Linked DNA regions of Sus scrofa: region 1 is linked to region 2. Evidence: chromatin contacts called from public HiChIP or PLAC-seq data. All regions are on one chromosome and are shown on one strand. Each heading gives the region's core, a stretch centred on a gene start, on an enhancer-like site or on the middle of the called end of the contact. The rest is flanking DNA. Distances are from core to core; before and after follow the strand shown. Region 1 holds the start of PPIL2 (peptidyl-prolyl cis-trans isomerase-like 2). Region 2 holds the start of MAPK1 (mitogen-activated protein kinase 1).

The links. HiChIP or PLAC-seq counts read pairs in DNA pulled down with a chosen protein or histone mark.
Region 1: a contact with region 2 is called in an H3K27ac HiChIP or PLAC-seq map of alveolar macrophages. The contact joins the promoter of PPIL2 here to the promoter of MAPK1 in region 2. A contact is called at or near these places in 1 of 5 promoter capture datasets (fetal liver) and 1 of 2 datasets of contacts at active chromatin or transcription factors (alveolar macrophages).

Annotation. Positions count from the first base shown.
Region 1 is chr14:50,230,431-50,236,007 of Sscrofa11.1, forward strand. It overlaps PPIL2 (peptidyl-prolyl cis-trans isomerase-like 2), which reads right to left and starts at 2,412. Exons shown (of 21, transcript XM_001929539.5): 1 at 2,221-2,412. The coding sequence starts at 2,252. It overlaps LOC100155534 (verprolin), which reads right to left. Exons shown (of 7, transcript XM_013983173.2): 7 at 3,723-3,951. The coding sequence ends at 3,777.
Region 2 is chr14:50,079,763-50,086,317 of Sscrofa11.1, forward strand. MAPK1 (mitogen-activated protein kinase 1) reads left to right here and starts at 3,794. Exons shown (of 9, transcript NM_001198922.1): 1 at 3,794-4,083. The coding sequence starts at 3,968. It overlaps PPM1F (protein phosphatase 1F), which reads left to right. Exons shown (of 8, transcript XM_021073287.1): 8 at 3,152-3,285. The coding sequence ends at 3,264.

The sequences.
Region 1 (5,577 bases), core at 1,162-3,661, 150 kb after region 2:
CGGCCAGGTGACAATCTAGGAGAAGACCTTTCCAGGCAGACGGACTAAACAGGCTAATCAAGTACAAAAACGCTGAGAAAGGAAAAGCTGGAGTGTTCCCCAAAATGGGTAAGGTGAAGATGGGTAAAGTGAAGATGAAGTGCACACACAGGGGCTCATGGCCACTGGTGATAGGGCCGAGGGTAATGGTTGCATCACAAGAGGCCCCAAAGGCCACGTGAGGATTCGAGATTTGCTTCAAGTAAGGTGGAGAGCTACTGGAGGATTTTTTTTTTTATTTTTGCTTTTTAGGGACCCATCCACAGCATATGGAAGCTCCCAGGCTAGGAGGTGAATCAGAGCTGTAGCTGCTGGCCTATGCCACAGCAATGTAGAATCTGAGCAGTGTCTGCAACCTATACCACAGCTCACACCAATGCCAGATTCAAGCCGAATCTGCAACATACACCACAGCTCAAGGCAATGCCCGATTCCCCAACCCACTGAGCAAGGCCAGGGATCAAACTCACATCCTCATGGATACTAGTCAGATTCGTTTCCATTGTGCCATAACGGGAGCTCCTGCTGGAGGGTTTTGAACAGTCATTCCCTGACTAGATCGAGAATGTCCTCCAAGATTCACTCTGGTTGCTGGGTGCAGAGGGACAAGCAAGAGGCAGCAGAAAACCAATGAGAGGAGAACTACAAAGGTCTAAGAAGGACATGGCATAAACTCCACCTGTGGGAGGAGTGGTGGATGAGGGGGAACTGATCAGTTCCTGGAAAAGCCAGCAGGACTTACTGGCCAACAGGAGGCAGGGGGAGCTAAGAGAAACTTCTAGCCTTCTGACCCCAGCAAACTGAGCAGTGGTATGACCACTGAGATGGAAAAATTGGGGCAGAGTTCCCTTTGTGGCACAGTGAAAAGGAATCTGACTAGTGTCCATGAGGATTTGGGTTCGATCCCTGGTCTCTCAGTGGGTTAAAGATCCAGCATTGCCATGAGCTGTGGTGTAGGTAGCAGGCGGGGCTCAGATCCCTCATTGCTATGGTTGTGGTGTAGGCCTGTAGTTGTAGCTCTGAGTCAACCCTTAGCCTGGGAACTTCTATATGCTACGAGTGCAGCCCTAAAAAGAAAAAAAAAGAAGAAAGAAAAATTTTAGCAACATGGATGGACCTAGAAATCATCATGTTAAGTGAAGTCAGTCAGACAATGAGACACCAACATCAAATGCTATCAGATATGTGGAATCTGAAAAAAGGACACAATGAACTTCTTTGCAGAACAGATATTGACTCACAAACTTTGAAAAACTTATGGTTTCCAAAGGAGACAGTTTGGGGGGTGGGGGGATGCGCTGGGGGTGTTGGATGGAAATCCTATAAAATCGGATTGTCATGATCATTGTACAACTATAAATGTAATAAATTCATTGAGTAATTTAAAAAAAGAAAAGAAAAAAGAAAGAAAGATGGGGGCAGAGCAGGCTCAGGTGCAACAATCCAGAGCTCCACGTGGGGCATAGTGAATTGGAGATGTCCCTCAGATCTCCAAAAGGAGGTGTCTGGCAAGCAGCTGATCACTGCAAGACTGGTGTGACCACCGCGGAGAAGAGTAAACTGGGAGGGGGGGGGGGGCGGTACAGAACTATGAGGTCCGAGAGAGGGGAGGAGGATCCAACAAAGGAGACGGAGAAAGAGAAGCCCCTGAGGAGTGTATGGTGTCCCAGACACCAGAGAAGGGCTATTCGGCCGTGTCACACGCTGCTGAGAAGCCCAACAAAACGAGGTCTGAAAACTGACTCCCAGATGTAGCCACGCAAAAGTTACTGGATCCCAACAAGAGCAGCGCGGGGGGGTCGAGTGCCTGGCTGTTGTGGTTTCAAAAGGACAGCAAGAAACAGCAGGTAGACACAGGCCTTTCCCATCCTGCCATGAAGAAAATCAAAGAAACTCGATGGCAGCTGGTGGGGCAAGGCTGGTCTGTTTCTAATAGGAGATGCTGGAACTCTCGGGTAGGCTGGGGGGCGTGAACCGCGCGCGGGGTAAGACAGCAGTGGCGGAGCTGAAGGAACGGGGACCCTGGGAAACCCTGAGCCTTACGGGGCCGCCCCGCCGGCGTAGGCCGAAGGCTTCTGGGGAAGCGAAGCTGAGAGGGGTTCGGGGAAAAGGCGCAACGCAGGAACGGCCACAGGCGGGACTGAGGCCAACGGGGCCCGCTCCCGGAGGGGGGCTACTTACATCTTGTCTTTCTGGTGCTGTCGCTTCCCCATGGCGTCGGTGGCAGCGGCGGCGCCGGCAGGACGAGCGAACGTGGCAAAACAACCCCAGACAACTCAGACAGCCGCGTCTCCGAAGAAAAACAATCGCAGACAACTCAGACTCCAGCGTCTCCGTCGACCTCGTAACAACTTCCGGGTCCCTTGGCCCCCCCCCGCCCCGCCCCGCCCCGCCCCGCCCCGGAAGCTGGCGCTGGGTATGCCGGGAACCGTGGTGCCCAGCGCGCGTGCCCGAGGTGGGGGGCGGGGGGCGCTTGGGTGCTGGGGCTTCTGGGCCAGCCCTAGGCAGAGCCACCTTACCCCGAAGGCCCATCTTCCCGGGTGCCTTTCTCTGGACCGTTGCCTATCTGCCCCACAGGGCTTAGACCCACCCTAGTTTGACCTGATTTCTCAGGTCTTTAAAAAGCCCGCCTGGGAGTTCCTGTCGTGGCTCAGCTGAAACGAATTTGACTAGAGGACTCAGGTTCGATCCCCGGCCTCGCTCAGTGGCTTAATGATCCGCTTAACCACCTTGTTGTGAGCTGTGGTGTAGGTCTCAGACGCGGCTCGGATCCTGCGTTGCGGTGGCTATGGCATAGGCCAGCGGCTACAGCTTCAATTCCACCCTTAGCCTGGGAAACTCCATGTGCCACGGGTGCGGCCTTAGGAAAAAAAAAAAGCCCACCTAGCTCAGCGGGTTAGGGATCCCACGTTGCCACAGCTGTGGTGCAGTTTGCACCTAGGGCAGGATTTGATCCCTGGCTTGAGAACTTTACACATTCTGCGATTGTAACAAAAAAGTAAATATAAAGGAAAACTCCCACTAGGCCCCATATCCACTCCTCAACTACCCCCCCCCCGCCCCCCCAAGGCAGACAGCTCAAAAGGGACATCCACACTTTCTGTCCACCCGCTCACTGCCCATACAGTTCCCACTGCCTCCAGGCCCTTCTCCTGGGAGGCCCAGGGGCAGGAGCCATCAAGCCTGAAAGTCCAAAGCCCTGATGATACCTTCTGTCTCTTCAGCCAGACCACCATGTTTGTGTGCCCCAGCCAAGCCCTGGACCTCCCTCTACAGTCAAGCACTGGGTGATCTTGCCCAGATTGATGGCTTTAAACACTGTATCCCTTGATTCCCAAACACTAAATTGCCAGCACTCTTGGGAGTGCCTGTTGTGGCTTAGAGGTAACCCGACTAGTATCCATGAGGACACAGGTTCAATTCCTGTCCTTGCTTGGTGGGTTAAAGGATCTGGTGTTGCTGCTGTATAGGTCACAGACTTGGCTCGGATCCTGAGTTGCTGTGGTTGTGGTGTAGGCTGAGTTCCCATGTTGGATCCCAGCCTCCCTGACTTGACCACCTGACCACCTACTGTGTGCAGGCTCAGACCCATGAGCCTCTGGCTTGCAGTACCCTGACCACTACTTGGGACAGGAGAAAGCCCAAGGGACAGCATGGTCCCTGGGGAGCGAGGCACAAGGAAGGCACCTCCGGGGGGAATTTATTCATTTCTCTGGCCGTGCTTTGCACAAGAGAGGTTACGGGTCCCTCTGGTAGGGCACAGGCTCCACGCTGCCAGGGTCATTCTCTGAGTCATCTTGGGGATGGGGCACAGGCTGGAACTTGAGCAGGACAGGCGGCGTGAAGATGGAGGCCTTCACAGAAGGCGATGGCATCTCCTCGGTGCTGGGCAAGCCACTACAGGCTGCGGTCCTGTACAGGAGACAGGCAAGATGTGCCCATGAGCTCAGACCCGGCACACGGGGCCACCAGAGGGTCCTATAACCAAACCCAGGCTGTGGGGTGGTTCTCAATCCGTCTCTACCCCTGGAAGCCCTTCCCACCGGTGTTTGTTCAAGGCTGTTCATTGTGGCAATGTCTGTGATTATGCAAACCTGGAAACAATCTAAAGGACCATTGGGGGAGTTCCCTGGTGGCTCAGGGGGTTAAAGACCTAGTGTTGTCACCACTGTGGTGTGGGTTCATCCTGAGCCTGGGAGTTTCTGCAAGCTGCAAGCACAGCCCAAAAAAAGTTCGTCAGGGAATTGCTTAAGGAATCATGGTGTAGCTATGCCTGCTGTGACCATTCTGCAGCTGTTTAAGGAACCACGTTGGTCTATATATCCCAACAAGTAAAGCCGCCTCAGTGGTACAGTAACAGAAAAGAGCAAGTTTCTGAGAAGTACAGGCTATATCATCTTGCCTTGATTTAAAAATCAACCAATGTAAAAAAAAAACAACAACAAAAAAAAAACTGATGGAGTTCCCGTCATGGCTCAGTGGTTAACAAATCTGACTAGGAACCATGAGGTTGCAGGTTCGATCCCTGGCCTCGCTCAGTGGGTTAAGGATCCGGCATTGCCATGAGCTGTGGTGCAGGTTGCAGACTCAGCTCAGATCCAGCATTGCTGTGGCTCTGGCATAGGCCAGCTGCTACATCTCAAATTAGACCCCTAGCCTGGGAACCTCCATATGCCGTGGATGCAGCCCTAGAAAAGACAAAATAAAAAAATTAACCAATGTATTGGGATTTTTTTTTTTTCCCTTTTTAGGGCGGCACCCACAGCATGTGGAAGTTCCCAGGCTAGGGGTCAAATCAGAGCTGAAGCTGCTGGCCATAGCAACACCCGATCCTTAACACAGAATGAGGCCAAGGATCAAACCCATGTCCTCATGGATACTAGTTAGGTTCCTTATCACTGAGCCATGAAAGGAACTCCTGGGACTCAAATTTTTTTTTTTTTTAAATCTTTTTAATAATTTTTTTTTTTTTCCCACTGTATGGGACTCAAATTTTATGCCTTCATTCTGTATTGTGAACTTTCTTCCATAGAATATGTTGTGCTTCTGTGAACTTTTTTTTGTTGTTGGCTACACCCATGGCATATGAAAGTTCCTGTGCCAGAGACTGAATCTGAGCCACAGCTGCAACCACAACTGTGCCAACACTGGATCCTTTACCCCACTGCTTGGGGCTGGGGATCAAACCTGCCCTTTCACAGCGACCTGAGTGGCCAGTCTGATTTTTAACCCACTATGCCATGGCAGGAACTCCTTATGTGAACTTTTTAAAAAAAATAATTTAGGAGTTCCCGTTGTGGCTCAGTGGAAATGAATCTGACTAGTTTCCATGAGGACACATGTTTGATCTCCGGCCTTGGTCAGTGGGTTAAGGATCTGGCTTTGTTGTGAGCTGTGGCATAGGTTGCAGATGCGGCTTGGATCTGGCATTGCTGTGGCTGTGGCTTAGGCCAGCAGCTACAGCTCCAATTGGACCCCCAGCCTGGGAACCTCCATATGCCATGGGTGCAGCCCTAAAAAGACCAAAAAAAAATTTTT
Region 2 (6,555 bases), core at 2,544-5,043:
GGTCTAATCGGAGCCGTGGCCACCGGCCTACACCAGAGCCACAGCAACGCATGATCCGAGCCGCGTCTGCAACCTACACCACAGCTCACGGCAATGCCAGATCGTTAACCCACTGAGCAAGGGCAGGGACCGAACCCGCAACCTCATGGTTCCTAGTTGGATTCGTTAACCACTGCGCCACGACGGGAACTCCTATACCTCCTTTAAAAAGACAAATAAAACAGTGCTTTTCAAAGTTTAAGATGCGCATGAACCCCTGGGGATCTTGTTAAAATGCAGATCCTGAGTCAGTAGGTCTGGGGTGGGGCCTGAGACACTGCATTCCTAGCAAACTGCCATATAATGCTGATGCTGTTGGCCTGGAGACCGCATTCTGAGTGGCATCGATTTCAGAAATATTAAAGAATTTGAATTTACAGGCACTTGCAATGGGTCAGGTGGGGGGAGGGGTTGGGAGCTAGGTAACATGAGTTGTGAAGGATCATCCCTAAACTTCCAGCTGGAGTATCTGGGTGGAGATGCACTCCACAGGTACAAGATGAGGAACAGGTTTGGGTGGGGCAGATCACAATAACAGATAACATTTATTGGGTACTTACTCTGTGCTGGTTCTTTACATAAGTTGTCTTATTTATTCTGTGCAATAGAGAAATAGGTACTATTGTGATCTTTCAGAGTGAGGAAACTGAGGCCAAGGTCGTACAGGTAGTGAGTGGAGCAGCCAAGATTCAAACTCCTGAAGTTTGGAGATGTAGAGTTGAATCACCTTTAGGATCTGACATGGGGCTGACCAGAGATTCTGCATGACAGTTAAAGACCTGGTAAGGGGAGTTCCCGTCGTGGTGCAGTGGTTAACGAATCCAACTAGGAACCATGAGGTTGTGGGTTCAGTCCCTGCCCTTGCTCAGTGGGTTAACAATCTGGCATTGCCGTGAGCTGTGGTGTAGGTCGCAGACGCGGCTCAGATCCTGCCTTGCAGTGGCTCTGGTGTAGGCCGGTGGCTATAGCTCCGATTCAATCCCTGGCCTGGGAACCTCCATATGCTGCAGGAGCGGCCCAAGAAATAGCTAAAAAAAAAAAAAAAAGACCTGGTAAGGGACTTCCCTGGTGGCCTAGGGGTTAAGGATTTGGTGGTGGTGTTGCTGTGGTGGGGGTTTGATCCCCGTCTGGCTTCTGCATACCACAGGTATGGCCAAAAAAAAAAGAAAAAGACCTGGGAGGAATTGAGGCATTGGTGGGAACTAAACCAAACCATTAAGAATAGTTACAAGTACCCTGTCTGAGTGCTGCTAATCTTGTTCCTTTTTCCTTGGCACTTAATTGCTACATAGGAATCTGAAGAAAAACATTTTAGCTTAATTTTTAAAAATTTTATTTTTTGCTTTTTAGGGCCTCATCTTCAGCATATGGAAGTTCCCAGGCTAGGTTTCAAATTGGAGCTGCAGCTGCGGGCCTATGTCACAGCCACAGCAATGCCAGATCCAAGCCATGTAGGCGACCTATAGCACAACTCACGGCAATGCCAGATCATTAACCCACTGAGCAAGGCCAGGGATCAAACCCACATCCTCATGGATACTAGTCGGGTTGATAACCCACTGAGCCACAGGAACTCCCAGTTTTTAGCTTTTTAAATAAACAATCTCTTTGTCCTGATTATACATTGTGCTTGTTCTTTATTGCTGACGTTTCCGAACTTTTCCAGATCATGTCTTGAAGTTTTCTGCTTATTTATTTTTTCTGGATTCAGAGAACTCAATTTTCCATGTCCATCCTAGATCCTTTTGGTTGCACCCGCAGCATACAAAAGCTCCCAGGCCAGAGATTAAACCTTTGCTGCAGCAGTGACCTGAGCTGCAGCAGTGACAATGCCAGGTCCTTAACTGCTAGGCTACCAGGGAACTCCAACACCACAGATCTTTTTAGACATTAAGGCAGGTTTTCTTTTACTGTAAGTTATTGCCTCTAAGTGATTTGCTCTGTCTTCTTTGGGGAGGGGGTGCCTGTAGTTTGACTTTGTGGTGTTTGTTCTCTTGTACATTTTCTTCTTAAAGAATTTCATCACCAGCTTTTTCTCATAGTCGTCTCCTATCCTGCTGACTTGCTCTTCTACACTGTTAAGTCTGCTTATTACAGCTCCAACCATTGCTTTTACTTTGGCTATTGTGGTTTTAATTTCATGGTACCCTCTATTTATCTTGGCCTGTCCTTTAAAAGATGCAAGTTCTTCTTTTAATCAAGAATCAGGGAGTTCCTGTCATGGCTCAGTGGTTAACAAATCTGACTAGGAACCCTGAGGTTGAGGGTTTGATCCCTGGCCTTGCTCAGTGGGTTAAGGATCCTGCATTGCTGTGGCTTTGGCATAGGCCGGTGGCTACAGCTCTGATTAGACCCCTAGCCTGGGAACCTCCACATGCCGTGGGAAGTGGCCCTAGAAAAGGCAAAAAGACAAAAAAAAAAAAAAAAAAAAAAAAGGAATAAGAATCAGGTGTTGGGTTCTACTTTATGGACTAAACATATTTCAAAAGAGTACTTTTTGGCTGTAGCCCTTTATTTATTTTCTCATATGCCACATGTTTTTTTTTTTCCCCAGAGGATTTTTTTCTCTTTTGCTTATTCATCTTCAAGACTGTCTAGTTGATCTTTGTTGATGACTGGAAGTCCAGGCTTTCTGGATCACAGTGTCAGACAATCAGGACGCAGAATTTCCCACCCTTAGTCCCCTTTCCAAGACGACGCAGGTGACTCCAATGAAGTGGCTCAGAAGCAAGGGCTGGATCATCTTCTGTCTCATTGTCTTAGCTGTTTATCGAATTCACCTGCTTCAAGATTCTGCCTTTTATTTTCAACCTCTGGTGTTTGTGACTATTAAAGTTACAGTTGATTTATGTTGTGTTCATTTCTGCTATACAGCAAAGTGATTCAGTTATACATATATACATTCTTTTCCATTTTTGTGACAATCTCTGAACCTCAGTGCGTCTAACTCGTTTTCTCTAGATGTTAATACTTGTTTTTTTCGCGTTTCTACCTGGGTAAGATCCTGCCCATCTGTACCAACTTGGGTGCCAGTCTCTGAATCTCAGTGTTTTTCTCAGGGTCTCAACCCACTACTCCCGAACCCCTTACTCTGCTCTCCTTTTCTTCGCAGTACTTCGCAGACAACTTGAGTCTTCCTTCAGATCCATCGACCGTCCATCCATCATCTCCTGGAGGGTAGCTTCGAGGAGGGTGGACGCGCAGGAACGCGGTGACACTTGTTGAACGAGCCTCTGCCGGAGCGGGCCGCGTCCGGGCTTCTTGTCTCCGCCTCCCACTCTGGGTTTCACACTTTCTCAGGATGCAAATATCTCTCTCGGTCTCGGTCACCCTTCCGGCTTCTGTGCGGGTCTCGAGGCCTCTAATCTGTATGGGCCCCGGACTCTCACAAACCTGGCTCGGCGCGCGGGGGCGGGGGGAATCCGCCCCGGTCGCGCTCCTACTCGGAGGGAGCCGCCCGGAGCTTCTCTCGGCCCGCTGCCCCGCCCGTTCGGCCCCGCAAGCTCGCCCCGCCTCGGAGTCCTCAGCGTTTCCCCGCCGCCTCCCGCGAGCGCACGTGACCGCGCCCCGCCCCGCCGCTGCAGTGCTCCGCCCCCAACGCGCCTCTTCCGCCGGCCGCGCAGCCCTGCCCCCAGGCCGCGGGAGCCAATCCGCGCTCACGCCTACGGCCCTGCCCCGGCGCCCTCCTCGGCGCGCGCCCCTCCCTCCGCCCGCCGGCCCGCCCGTCAGTCAGTCAGGCGGGCAGTCGGTACGAGCGGTCGGTGGCTATCTACCTCTCCCGAGCGGGTCCCTCACTGATTCTTCCCGGCCAGCGGCGGCGGCTGCAGCGGCTGGGGCGCGGTCTCCCCGTTGGTGCAGCGTGGGCCGAGCAGCGGCCGCGGAGCATCGAGCCCAGTGCGGCGGCGGCGGCGGCGGCCCGGCAGCCAACATGGCGGCGGCGGCGGCGGGCGCGGGCCCCGAGATGGTCCGCGGGCAGGTGTTCGACGTGGGGCCGCGCTACACCAACCTCTCCTACATCGGCGAGGGCGCCTACGGCATGGTGTGGTGAGTGTCCATGCCCCGCGGCCTGGCCGCGCCCGCCGCCCTCCCCTCCCCCCCAGCCGGGCTCACCGCTGCTGCCCCGCTTGCTCTCCGGACCCCGACCCTGACCCCGACCCCGGACGCGGACCCAGCCCCTACCCCAACCCGGACCTCCGACCTCCGACCCAGGCCCGCTGCGCCGCCAACCGCAGCGGGGCCTCGGTCGGGGCGGGGCTGGTCGGGCTGGGGCGTTGCTCGGCGCGGGGAGGGGGCGGGGGGTGGACACTGGATCCAGGACCCCGGCCCGGGAACCTAGGCCCCCTCCGCCCCCCCCGCCCCCCTCCCCGGCCTGGGTGTGCGCCGCGCGGCCTGCTCTTCGCGCCGGGGTGGGAAGCCGCGAATTCCTTCAGATGCTGGCGGCGGCGGCCGCGGCGTGTGTGCCCCGCCCCGAAATGACCGTCTGTTATTTTCCTTCCCTCGCCTGCGTTTTCCACGCACGGCTTTCATCAGATACCTTCGGTGGTGCCAGCGGTGCTCTCCTGCGCAGGCTTTTGAAAAAGCATTAGTGGCGTCAATGTTTGTTTTGGCATATTTCATTCTTGATGAAGTTTTTAAATGGGTTTTAATATCGTACTGTCCGCGTTTTAGGAAAGATAAACCAGCATCCCTCTCTTGATTTATTAAGGAGTCATTTGGAGTTGGGCCTAAATTGGCTTCTTTTTCCTTTATCTCGCTTGAACTCTATTACCAGCATAAAGGCATCCAGACGTTTTAGCACAATTATTGTGGACTTTTACTGTCAATGCTTTAGTGGTCAATATGTATGCAGTCCTGGTGGAGTTCTTGCAGTGTCACATGCTGGTTCCCTCGTCTTGATGCAGATCCCTCAGAAACGTTTGTGGAGTGGAGGTGACGGTGTTTTTTTTTCGTTTTTTTTTTTTTTTTAAATTAGTACTAACTAGCTGTCTTGTGCTGATGAAGACTTGTGCAGGTGTGGACTCCCTTATACCTAAATCTTGTGAGTGTCTTTTGTGTTGAACGAAGGAAAAAAACTAATACTGAATGCTGCGTGGCAGGTACTGTGCTAGATATATTATCTCATTTTATTTGAATAGTCAGCTGGTGGGAGGGAAGGGCTGTGAGATCTTTCAGATGAGAAAGTATTTCTGGTAAAGCCAATTCCTAAGGTCATTCAACTAAAGAGTCAGACTTGAGATTGTAGACTGAGAATTTAACTTCAGTTGCTGCAGCTCTTTTCATTACATCCTATTTTTCTTAAATAATGTTATTAATAATTTTAGAATTCTAGTCTGTCTTACTCATAAGCAAATCTATTTCAGAAATATATTCAACTTTAAATGATCTTGATTTCAGAAAGGCCATAGAGGGCATGATTTACCAGTTACATTAGCTAGGTTCAAAGACTACATAAACTTTAAAAAAAAAGAAAAAGACTTTCATTGAATCTTGAATATTTTCATTCTTTTCAAGATCAAAATGCTTCAAAGTATACAGCTGAGAATTAACGTGAATTCAGAGGCTAAGGAGCCAAAAGCGAAATTAAATTAGTTGAGGCCTAAAAGAAATGCAGTCCTAGAATGCAATGGAGAGAAAGTAATGCCCCACAGCATCACTTGTGTCCTACATCTGATTGCTGTTGTATCTGCTGGTAAGTGTGCCAGTAAAGGTCTCTATGAAGTGTTCAGAATTGCCTGTCATGTCCTTCAGCCCTTCCAAAGAAGATAAATTAGAACCTAAGATAGACTCTGAAAAGAACTAGTTTTGGAGTTCCCATCGTGGCTCAGTGGTTAACAAATCTGACTAGGAACCATGAAGTTGTGGGTTCGATCCCTGGCCTTGCTCAGTGGGTTAAGGATCCGGCATTGCTGTGAGCTGTAGTGCAGGTTGCAGACGTGGCTCGGAATCTGCATTGCTGTGGCTCTGGCATAGGCCAGGGGCTACAGCTCTGATTGGACCCCTAGCCTGGGAACCTCCATATGCTGCGGAAGCAGCCCAAGAAATGGCAAAAAGACAAAAAAAAAAACAAAAACCAAAAAACTAGTTTTATGACAATCCAGTTTAGAGGTTTTTTTTTCTTTTTAATTTGATAAGAATGTTTACTAGTCTGAAGCTCATTTAGATCTGCTAACTTTCTGTAGCTTCTGTAGACTTATTTGACCTTCTAAATCTCTGTCGGGTAAAATACCAAGCCCTCTTAATGTGACGTTCCTTTCTTAAGTAGGATCCAAGTGTAAATATTATTGGAATTAGAATCCTGGGTACAGATTATAGCTTTTTATCTTCAGATTAATGATATTTAATATAAGAATTAAATCCATGTCACACATTATTAGCATTTAATAAATGTTGGTTTACATTGTTGGGTTTATGGAGGATTTCTTGATTGAAATAGTAATATTTGAATAGGGATGTTTTCAAAAATTTAATGCTTCCAGAGGATTTAAGTGTTTTGGGAGAAAAAAATTTTTTTTCACT